Regions from separate parts of the Pan troglodytes genome. Here region 1 is linked to region 2. Evidence: chromatin contacts called from public Hi-C data. All regions are on one chromosome and are shown on one strand. The core of a region is the stretch at or near the end of the contact, and the rest is flanking DNA. Distances in the headings are between cores, read along the strand shown.

The links. Hi-C and Micro-C count contacts between places; a contact is called where the count stands out from the background.
Region 1: a Hi-C map of stem cell-derived neural progenitor cells shows a contact between it and region 2, with 6 times the contacts expected there. The contact joins the promoter of CSF3 here to the promoter of CDC6 in region 2. A contact is called at or near these places in 1 of 7 Hi-C or Micro-C datasets (stem cell-derived neural progenitor cells) and 1 of 1 datasets of contacts at active chromatin or transcription factors (stem cell-derived excitatory neurons).

Annotation. Positions count from the first base shown.
Region 1 is chr19:28,088,104-28,092,669 of NHGRI_mPanTro3-v2.0_pri, reverse strand. It overlaps CSF3 (colony stimulating factor 3), which reads left to right and starts at 2,388. Exons shown (of 4, transcript XM_016931876.3): 1 at 2,388-2,510; 2 at 2,687-2,841; 3 at 3,481-3,627; 4 at 3,792-4,566. The coding sequence starts at 2,471. The coding sequence ends at 3,956.
Region 2 is chr19:27,817,182-27,821,613 of NHGRI_mPanTro3-v2.0_pri, reverse strand. It overlaps CDC6 (cell division cycle 6), which reads left to right and starts at 2,345. Exons shown (of 12, transcript XM_009432229.4): 1 at 2,345-2,785; 2 at 4,056-4,246. The coding sequence starts at 4,069.

The sequences.
Region 1 (4,566 bases), core at 1,139-3,638, 270 kb before region 2:
ATAAGAGGTGCCTGATATGGCTAGGCGTAGTGGCTCATGCCTGTAATCCCAGCACTTTGGGAAGCCGAGGCGGGCGGATCACCTAAGGTCAGGAGTTTGAGACCAGCCTGGCCAACATGGAGAAAGCCCATCTCTTCTAAAAATACAAAATTAGCCGGCTGTGGGGGCAGTGGTGGAGCATGCCTGTAATCCCAGCTACTCAGGAGGCTGAGGCAGGAGAATCGCTTGAACCCAGGAGGCGGCGGTTGCAGTGAGCCGAGATCGTGCCATTGCACTCCACCCACTCCAGCCTGGGCAACAAGAGCCAAACTCTGTCTTAAAAAAAAAAAAAAAAAAAAGTGCCTGACGTATAAGAGGTGTGCAATGCAATAGTTGCCAGGCAACATGTTTAAGAATGTGGAGCTCCTGCCTTCCATGGTCCTGTTAAAAACCCACCCTCAAGGCCAAGTGCAGTGGCTCATGCCTGTAATCCCAGCACTTTGGGAGGCCGAGGCGAGTGGATCACCTGAGGTCAGGAGTTCGAGACCAGCCTGACCACCAACATGGTGAAATCCCACCTCTATTAAAAATACAAAATTAGATGAGCATGGTGGTGCATGCCTGTAATCCCACCTACTTGGGAGGCTGAGGCAGGAAAATCACTAGAACCAGGGAGGCGGAGGTTATAGTGAGCCGAGATCGTGCCATTGCACTCCAGCCTGAGCAATGAGCGAAACTCCATTTCAAAAAAACAACAACAAAAACCCACCCTCTACTCCCAGGGAGCTGGGTACAGAGCTGGGCCCCATCAGTGCAAGGTGCTGAGCCACGGAGCTAAGGCGGAGCTGCAGGACCGCGGACCAGATAACAGTGTGTGAGATCAGTGTGTGAGATCAGACGTCCCTGCCATTGGTGACCACCAGGGGGCCCCCAAGCACCAGAGATGGCCCCATGCAGTCACCACGTCCACTTCTCATCCAGAGATGTCTGTTTCTTGGCATGCTGGGGTAAATTAGGACAGAAGGTGACAGTCTTGGGTGTGGCCAGTCAGACTGCCCCAGGCAGGCCTTGTGGCCTGTAGAAAACGTTCAGGCCTAGGCCAGGCACGGTGGCTCACGCCTGTAATCCCGGCACTTTGGGAGGCCGAGGCCGGTGGATCACGAGGTCAGGAGATCGTGACCATCCTGGCTAACACGGTGAAACCCCGTCTCTACTAAAAATACAAAAAATTGGCCGGGCATGGTGGCGGGCACCTGTAGTTCCAGCTACTTGGGAGGCTGAGGCAGGAGAATGGCGTGAACCCAGGAGGCAGAGTTTGCAGTGAGCCGAGATCGTGCCACTGCACTCCAGCCTGGGCAACAGAGCAAGACTCCATCTGGAAAAGAAAAAGAAAACGTTCAGGTCTGAGCCAGAGGCCCAGGCTGTAATTCTGTCACTTACCATGACCTTGGGCAAGGCACTTCCTTCCCTGGCCCAGTTCACGGGGTTGGAATCGACTCCAAGGTCCCTTCCAGCATTAACGCTGCATGGTTCTAAGATGAGAAGATGGGGCAGTTTCCCCTCTCTCACCCCAGCCCGTGTCCACTTCAAGGTGAATGACCAAGGAAGTCACGTGTCCCAATCCCGCAGTTCCAAAGCCCTTGGGGACCCTACTGTCAGGGTCGTGCACGAGGAGGTGAAGGTCAGGTGAGCCAATCGCCTCGAAGGGTCTTGCCTCATTCGGGACAGACATCCGGTTTCCTCTGGGCTCTACCGGGATTCTAGGGGCTTTAGCCGAATGAGTCATGGGGGCCGGGGGGGTTTCTGGGGGAGTTCCCAGCTAATCAACTTGGGACAGGACAGCCTGGAACTTTCGATGGTGCCTATCCAAGTGTGGGGTGGGCACAGCAGCCGAGACCCAATGTCCTTATCTCAGGTAGGGGCTCAGGAGGTCTCCCAGACAGGCAGCCTCCGGAGAGTTTGGGGGTAGGAATGGGGGCAACCAGCTTCTTTTTTTCTCTCTTAGAATTTGCGGGCTTGGGGGACAGGCTTGAGAATCCCAAAGGAGAGGGGCAAAGGACACTGCCCCCGCAAGTCTGCCAGAGCAGAGAGGGAGACCCCGACTCAGCTGCCACTTCCCCACAGGCTGCTGCCGCTTCCAGGCGTCTATCAGCGGCTCAGCCTTTGTTCAGCTGTTCTATTCAAACACTCTGGGGCCATTCAGGCCTGGGTGGGGCAGCGGGAGGAAGGGAGTTTGAGGGGGGCAAGGCGACGTCAAAGGAGGATCAGAGATTCCACAATTTCACAAAACTTTCGCAAACAGCTTTTTGTTCCAACCCCCCTGCATTGTCTTGGACACCAAATTTGCATAAATCCTGGGAAGTTATTACTAAGCCTTAGTCGTGGCCCCAGGTAATTTCCTCCCAGGCCTCCATGGGGTTATGTATAAAGGCCCCCCTAGAGCTGGGCCCCAAAACAGCCCGGAGCCTGCAGCCCAGCCCCACCCAGACCCATGGCTGGACCTGCCGCCCAGAGCCCCATGAAGCTGATGGGTGAGTGTCTTGGCCCAGGATGGGAGAGCCGCCTGCCCTGGCATGGGAGGGAGGCTGGTGTGACAGAGGGGCTGGGGATCCCTGTTCTGGGAATGGGGATTAAAGGCACCCAGTGTCCCCGAGAGGGCCTCAGGTGGTAGGGAACAGCATGTCTCCTGAGCCCGCTCTGTCCCCAGCCCTGCAGCTGCTGCTGTGGCACAGTGCACTCTGGACAGTGCAGGAAGCCACCCCCCTGGGCCCTGCCAGCTCCCTGCCCCAGAGCTTCCTGCTCAAGTGCTTAGAGCAAGTGAGGAAGATCCAGGGCGATGGCGCGGCGCTCCAGGAGAAGCTGGTGAGTGAGGCGGGTGAGAGGGCTGTGGAGGGAAGCCCGGCGGGGAGAGCTAAGGGGGATGGAACTGCAGGGCCGACATCCTCTGGAAGGGACATGGGAGAATATTAGGAGCAGTGGAGCTGGGGAAGGCTGGGAAGGGATTTGGGGAGGAGGACCTTGGTGGGGACAGTGCTCAGGAGGGCTGGCTGGGATGGGAGTAGAGGCATCACATTCAGGAGAAAGGGCAAGGGCCCCTGTGAGATCAGAGAGTGGGGGTGCAGGGCAGAGAGGAACTGAACAGCCTGGCAGGACATGGAGGGAGGGGAAAGACCAGAGAGTCGGGGAGGACCCGGGAAGGAGCGGCGACCCGGCCACGGCGAGTCTCACTCAGCATCCTTCCATCCCCAGTGTGCCACCTACAAGCTGTGCCACCCCGAGGAGCTGGTGCTGCTCGGACACTCTCTGGGCATCCCCTGGGCTCCCCTGAGCAGCTGCCCCAGCCAGGCCCTGCAGCTGGTGAGTGTCAGGAAAGGATAAGGCTAATGAGGAGGGGGAAGGAGAGGAGGGACACCCATGGGCTCCCCCAGGTCTCCAGGTTCCAAGCTGGGGGCCTGACGTATCTCAGGCAGCACCCCCTAACTCTTCTGCTCTGTCTCACAGGCAGGCTGCTTGAGCCAACTCCATAGCGGCCTCTTCCTCTACCAGGGGCTCCTGCAGGCCCTGGAAGGGATCTCCCCCGAGTTGGGTCCCACCTTGGACACACTGCAGCTGGATGTCGCCGACTTTGCCACCACCATCTGGCAGCAGGTGAGCCTTGTTGGGCAGGGTGGCCAAGGTCGTGCTGGCATTCTGGGCACCACAGCCGGGCCTGTGTATGGGCCCTGTCCATGCTGTCAGCCCCCAGCATTTCCTCATTTGTAATAATGCCCACTCAGAAGGGCCCAACCACTGATCACAGCTTTCCTCCACAGATGGAAGAACTGGGAATGGCCCCTGCCCTGCAGCCCACCCAGGGTGCCATGCCGGCCTTCGCCTCTGCTTTCCAGCGCCGGGCAGGAGGGGTCCTGGTTGCCTCCCATCTGCAGAGCTTCCTGGAGGTGTCGTACCGCGTTCTACGCCACCTTGCCCAGCCCTGAGCCAAGCCCTCCCCATCCCATGTATTTATCTCTATTTAATATTTATGTCTATTTAAGCCTCATATTTAAAGACAGGGAAGAGCAGAACGGAGCCCCAGGCCTCTGTGTCCTTCCCTGCATTTCTGAGTTTCATTCTCCTGCCTGTAGCAGTGAGAAAAAGCTCCTGTCCTCCCATCCCCTGGACTGGGAGGTAGATAGGTAAATACCAAGTATTTATTACTATGACTGCTCCCCAGCCCTGGCTCTGCAGTGGGCACTGGGATGAGCCGCTGTGAGCCCCTGGTCCTGAGGGTCCCCACCTGGGACCCTTGAGAGTATCAGGTCTCCCACGTGGGAGACAAGAAATCCCTGTTTAATATTTAAACAGCAGTGTTCCCCATCTGGGTCCTTGCACCCCTCACTCTGGCCTCAGCTGACTGCACAGCGGCCCCTGCATCCCCTTGACTGTGAGGCCCCTGGACAAGCAGAGGTGGCCAGAGCTGGGAGGCATGGCCCTGGGGTCCCACGAATTTGCTGGGGAATCTCGTTTTTCTTCTTAAGACTTTTGGGACATGGTTTGACTCCCGAAAATCACCGACGTGTCTCCTGTTTTTCTGGGTGCCCTCGGGAC
Region 2 (4,432 bases), core at 1,096-3,595:
AAGATGGATGGTTAGTGGCATTCCAGACAGAGGAAACAGCAAAAACAAAGGCACAGAAGCAAGAAACAATATGATGTGTACGCATCACGTTACTGGAGGATCATTATTAGTGCAAAGGAAAAGCTTCAAGTAGATAACCTTTCAGTCCTGACATTCTGTGATTATTTGCCTGCTTCCACAGTGGTCATTTACACCTGTAGGCTTTTCTTGGGCCACTGCTATGTTTCCTAGTGTTTTCTTTCTTTTCTTTTTTTTTTTTGAGACGGAGTCTTGCTTTGTCGCCCAGGCCGGAGTGCAGTGGCGTGGCGTGATCTCCGCTCACTGCAAGCTCCACCTTCCGGGTTCACACCATTCTCCCGCCGCAGCCTTCTGAGTGGCTGGGACTATAGGCACCCGCCACCACGCCTGGCTAATTTTTTTGTATTTTAGTAGAGACGGGGTTTCACCGTGTTAGCCAGGATGGTCTCGATTTCCTGACCTCGTGATCCACCCACCTCAGCCTCCCAAAGTGCTGGGATTACAGGCGTGAGCCACCGCACCCAGCCATTTCCTGGTGTTTTCATAGGTTCCAATATGCATGCTAAGTACTCATAGCTTCCTAGGTTGTTTACCATAACCACCCCTTACAGCTGGCTGGGCACACATTACCATTTCAGGTTATTAAGGGCAATTCTTAGGTGCCCATGTTATAAAAATACGAACAGTGAAGGTTGCTTCCTGAGTTCTACTATCCTACTAAGACATCAGAAATACCATCTAGTCCTTTTAAAAGCTTCCATTGTGGCCAGGGGCGGTGGTTCATGCCTGTAATCCCAGCACTGTGGGAGGCTGAGGTGGGTGGATCATGAAGTCAGGAGTTTGAGACCAACCTGGCCAACATGGTGAAACCCCCTCTACTAAAAATTCAAATATTAGCCAGGCGTGGTGACGCGTGCCTGTAGTCCCGGCTACTCAGGAGGCTGAGGCAGGAGAATGGCTTGAACCCAGGTGGTGGAGATTGCAGTGAGCCGAGATCATGGCACTGCACTCAAGCCTGGGTGATAAAATGAGACTTGTCTCAAAAAAAAAAAAAAAAAAAAAAGCTTCCATTGTGTGGTAACTTTCTCCATTCATGGCAGCCCATTCTCTTCACTTTTGTAGTTTTCAGCTGCTAAAAAGCCTTCACGAAATGTACTCCACCATCTCTTCCTGTTTAGAACCTGAATCTGTCTAATCATCCCCCTATGATAAAGTGGTCAAGAGTTTGATTTTCTGTCAGAGTTCAGAGTTCAAATTCTAGCTCTTCCACTTACTAGTTGTGTGACCTTGGGCAAGTTTACTCAACTCCCCTCTACTGTAGTTCCCTCATTTGTAAAGTGAAATAACACCAGGTTCATGGGGGTGCTTGTGAAGATTAATAAGGTGATGTAGGTAAAATACTGAGCACAGCCCCTGGCATACACTTAAGCACTCAATATTGGCTCTCTTCATGAACTAGGTACCAATTCACTGATGATCGTAATATTGTTGCTTCCCTCTTTCTAGGCTTTATGGCTCTATTTTGCTTGTTACTGAGGGGTAAAAGATAAATGTTTACCATCACCTAGAATTGGGTTCTGGCCTCTAAAGGAACCTGAGGCTTAGATGAATTATTGGCTTTGGAAGCTGGCCTTCAAATTACTGCGCTAATTTATACTTTTCATTAAAAACTCAGCTTGCCTCTTCTATATAGCTGTCTTCCCTGGCCCTGAAACCCTAGTGTTTCGCCATAAAAGATTTTAAAATTAAGGGGTCATAATTCCCTCCCCATGATGTGTGGATTAATGGTAAGAAGATGCACAGAACATAATATTCTTACGTTGAACGAAATAAAAGCAAAGAGTTGGCTCTGTTTCTCACCTTTGAAGCACAAATCAAGAGATACTATGATGAAGCATAGTTTTTCTTTATGTAGGTGTGTAGAACTTTACCATAAAAATCACTAGTTCAGCCATCAGGAGATCTGGATCCTAGGCTCTTCACTGTCACCAAGATGCTGTGACCTCTAACCTTGTATACAGGTTTGCTTTGTACTTTGCGAGGTTGAGCATTAGGTAAGGAAAGTGCCTAGCATCATACCTGGCGCACAGAACCCAAAACGGTAGGTATCATGTAGCAGTTCTGAAAATCTAGCCCATCAGGATGATGCAAATGGGTACTTTAGGCAGTGAGAAGGGGAACCACATCTTGACACTTCCAGTCGAAGGAAGAGTGCGACTGCGCGGCAGCAAAGACTACGCCTCCCAGCGTGCTTTGCGGCGGGCCGGCCCGCTTTACCCAGAGTCGCCCTGCCGCAATCGCGCGTCTTTCCACCGAGGCCCCGGATGTAGATTCCCTACCCCGTTCAGTGGTCGTGGCCTCACAGCGACTCTAAGACTTGGGGCTCTCTCATTGGCTGTAACTCTTCCACTGGATTGGTAGCAAAAAAAGAGGCGGTGCCCAAGGCGAAAGGCTCTGTGACTACAGCCAATCAGAATCGAGGCCGGGCTTTGGCGGGAGGTGGGAACGCTGTGGCCATTCGGATTTGGCGCGAGCGCGGCTGGAGTTTGCTGCTGCCGCTGTGCAGTTTGTTCAGGGGCTTGTGGTGGTGAGTCCGAGAGGCTGCGTGTGAGAGACGTGAGAAGGATCCTGCACTGAGGTGGAAAGAAGAGGATTGCTCGAGGAGGCCTGGGGTCTGTGAGGCAGCGGAGCTGGGTGAAGGCTGCGGGTTCCGGCGAGGCCTGAGGTGAAGTGAAGGGAAAAGAGCTGAGCTCGCTGGAGGTCTGAGGTCGGGATCAGGGAAAGGGCAGGTGCCCTCGGGGTAGTTCTAGCAGTTATGCCTGGTGTGAAGGAGGTGAAAGTTGTAGGAAGGAAATATTCTGGGGTGCGTTGAGAGCTGCCTAGAATGAGGACTGAGTGCAGGGGCGGAAAGACCTGAGGGAAGACTGAGCTGCAGTGTGAGGGCTTGGGATAGAAGAGACTAAATGTGGCGGGTGCTGGGCTGAACTGGTGATAAAGACACCCCGCGTGCCTGGAGGGAGGAAACTAGAAGTTCTATATAAATCAATTCATGTAACTTTTTTTTTTTTTGAGACGGAGTCTCGCTCTTGTCGCCCAGGCTGTAGTGCAGTGGCGCGATCTCGGCTCACTGCAACCTCTGCCTGCCGGGTTCAAGCCATTCTCCTGCCTCAGCCTCTTCATGTAGCTGGGACTACAGGCGCCCGCCACCACGTCCGGCTAATTTTTTTTTTTTTTTTTTTTTTTTTGAGACGGAGTCTCGCTCGGTCTCCCAGGCTGGAGTGCAGTGGCGCGATCTCGGCTCACTGCAAGCTCCGCCTCCCGGGTTCACGCCATTCTCCTGCCTCAGCCTCCCGAGTAGCTGGGACTACAGGCGCCCACCACCACGCCCCGCTAATTTTTTGCATTTTTAGTAGAGACGGGGTTTCACCGTGTTAGCCAGGATGGTCTCGGCCTCCCAAAGTGTTGGGATTACAGGCGTGAGCCACCGCGTTTGGCCGTAATTTTTGTACTTTTAGTAGAGACGGGGCTTCTCCATGTTGGTCAGGCTGGTCTCGAACTCCTGACCTCAGGTGATCCGCCCGCCTCAGCCTCCCAAAGTGCTGGGATTACAGGCATGGGCCACCGCGCCCGGCCCATTTCAGGTAACTTGTTATTGCATCGCTCAATTGGTTAAGAACTTGGGCTCTGGCACCAGATGCCCGGGGTTATTCCTGTTTTTCTGTGACTTTGGGCCACTGTTTATCTCAGTTTTCTCATGTGTAAAATAAAGGCTAATAATAGTACCTACCTCTAAGATCGTTGTTAAACGAGTTGGTACCTAAAGTGTTTATAACAGCGCCTTCCACGTAGTAGGTGGACAACAAATGTCAGCTGTTCTTGCATAGATTTGGATGTGAAGCAAAAGTGAATGCTAAAATAAGTGTGATAACATAATTAGGAAATAAGTGTTAATCATCAGTATAAATAAATTCCATGTTAGTTATTTTCTCTTCACTTTCACATATTGACTAATTGTCCTCTTATTTTTTTTAATCTAGCTGTGCTGTCGTCATGCCTCAAACCCGATCCCAGGCACAGGCTACAATCAGTTTTCCAAAAAGGAAGCTGTCTCGGGCATTGAACAAAGCTAAAAACTCCAGTGATGCCAAACTAGAACCAACAAATGTCCAAACCGTAACCTGTTCTCCTCGTGTAAAAGCCCTGCCTCTCAGCCCCAGGAAACGTCTGGGTAAACCATCCATTATATCACTTTTTCACTAGCAGCTCGTGACCTTTCTTTTCTTGGTAAGATGTGTGTCCTTTGAAGGAGCTTTCTAAGTTCAGTTAAGACTTCTTTTTTTTTTTTTTTTTTTTTGAGACAGAGTCTCGCTCCATCTCCCAGGCTGGAGTGCAATGGTGCGATCTTGGCTCACTG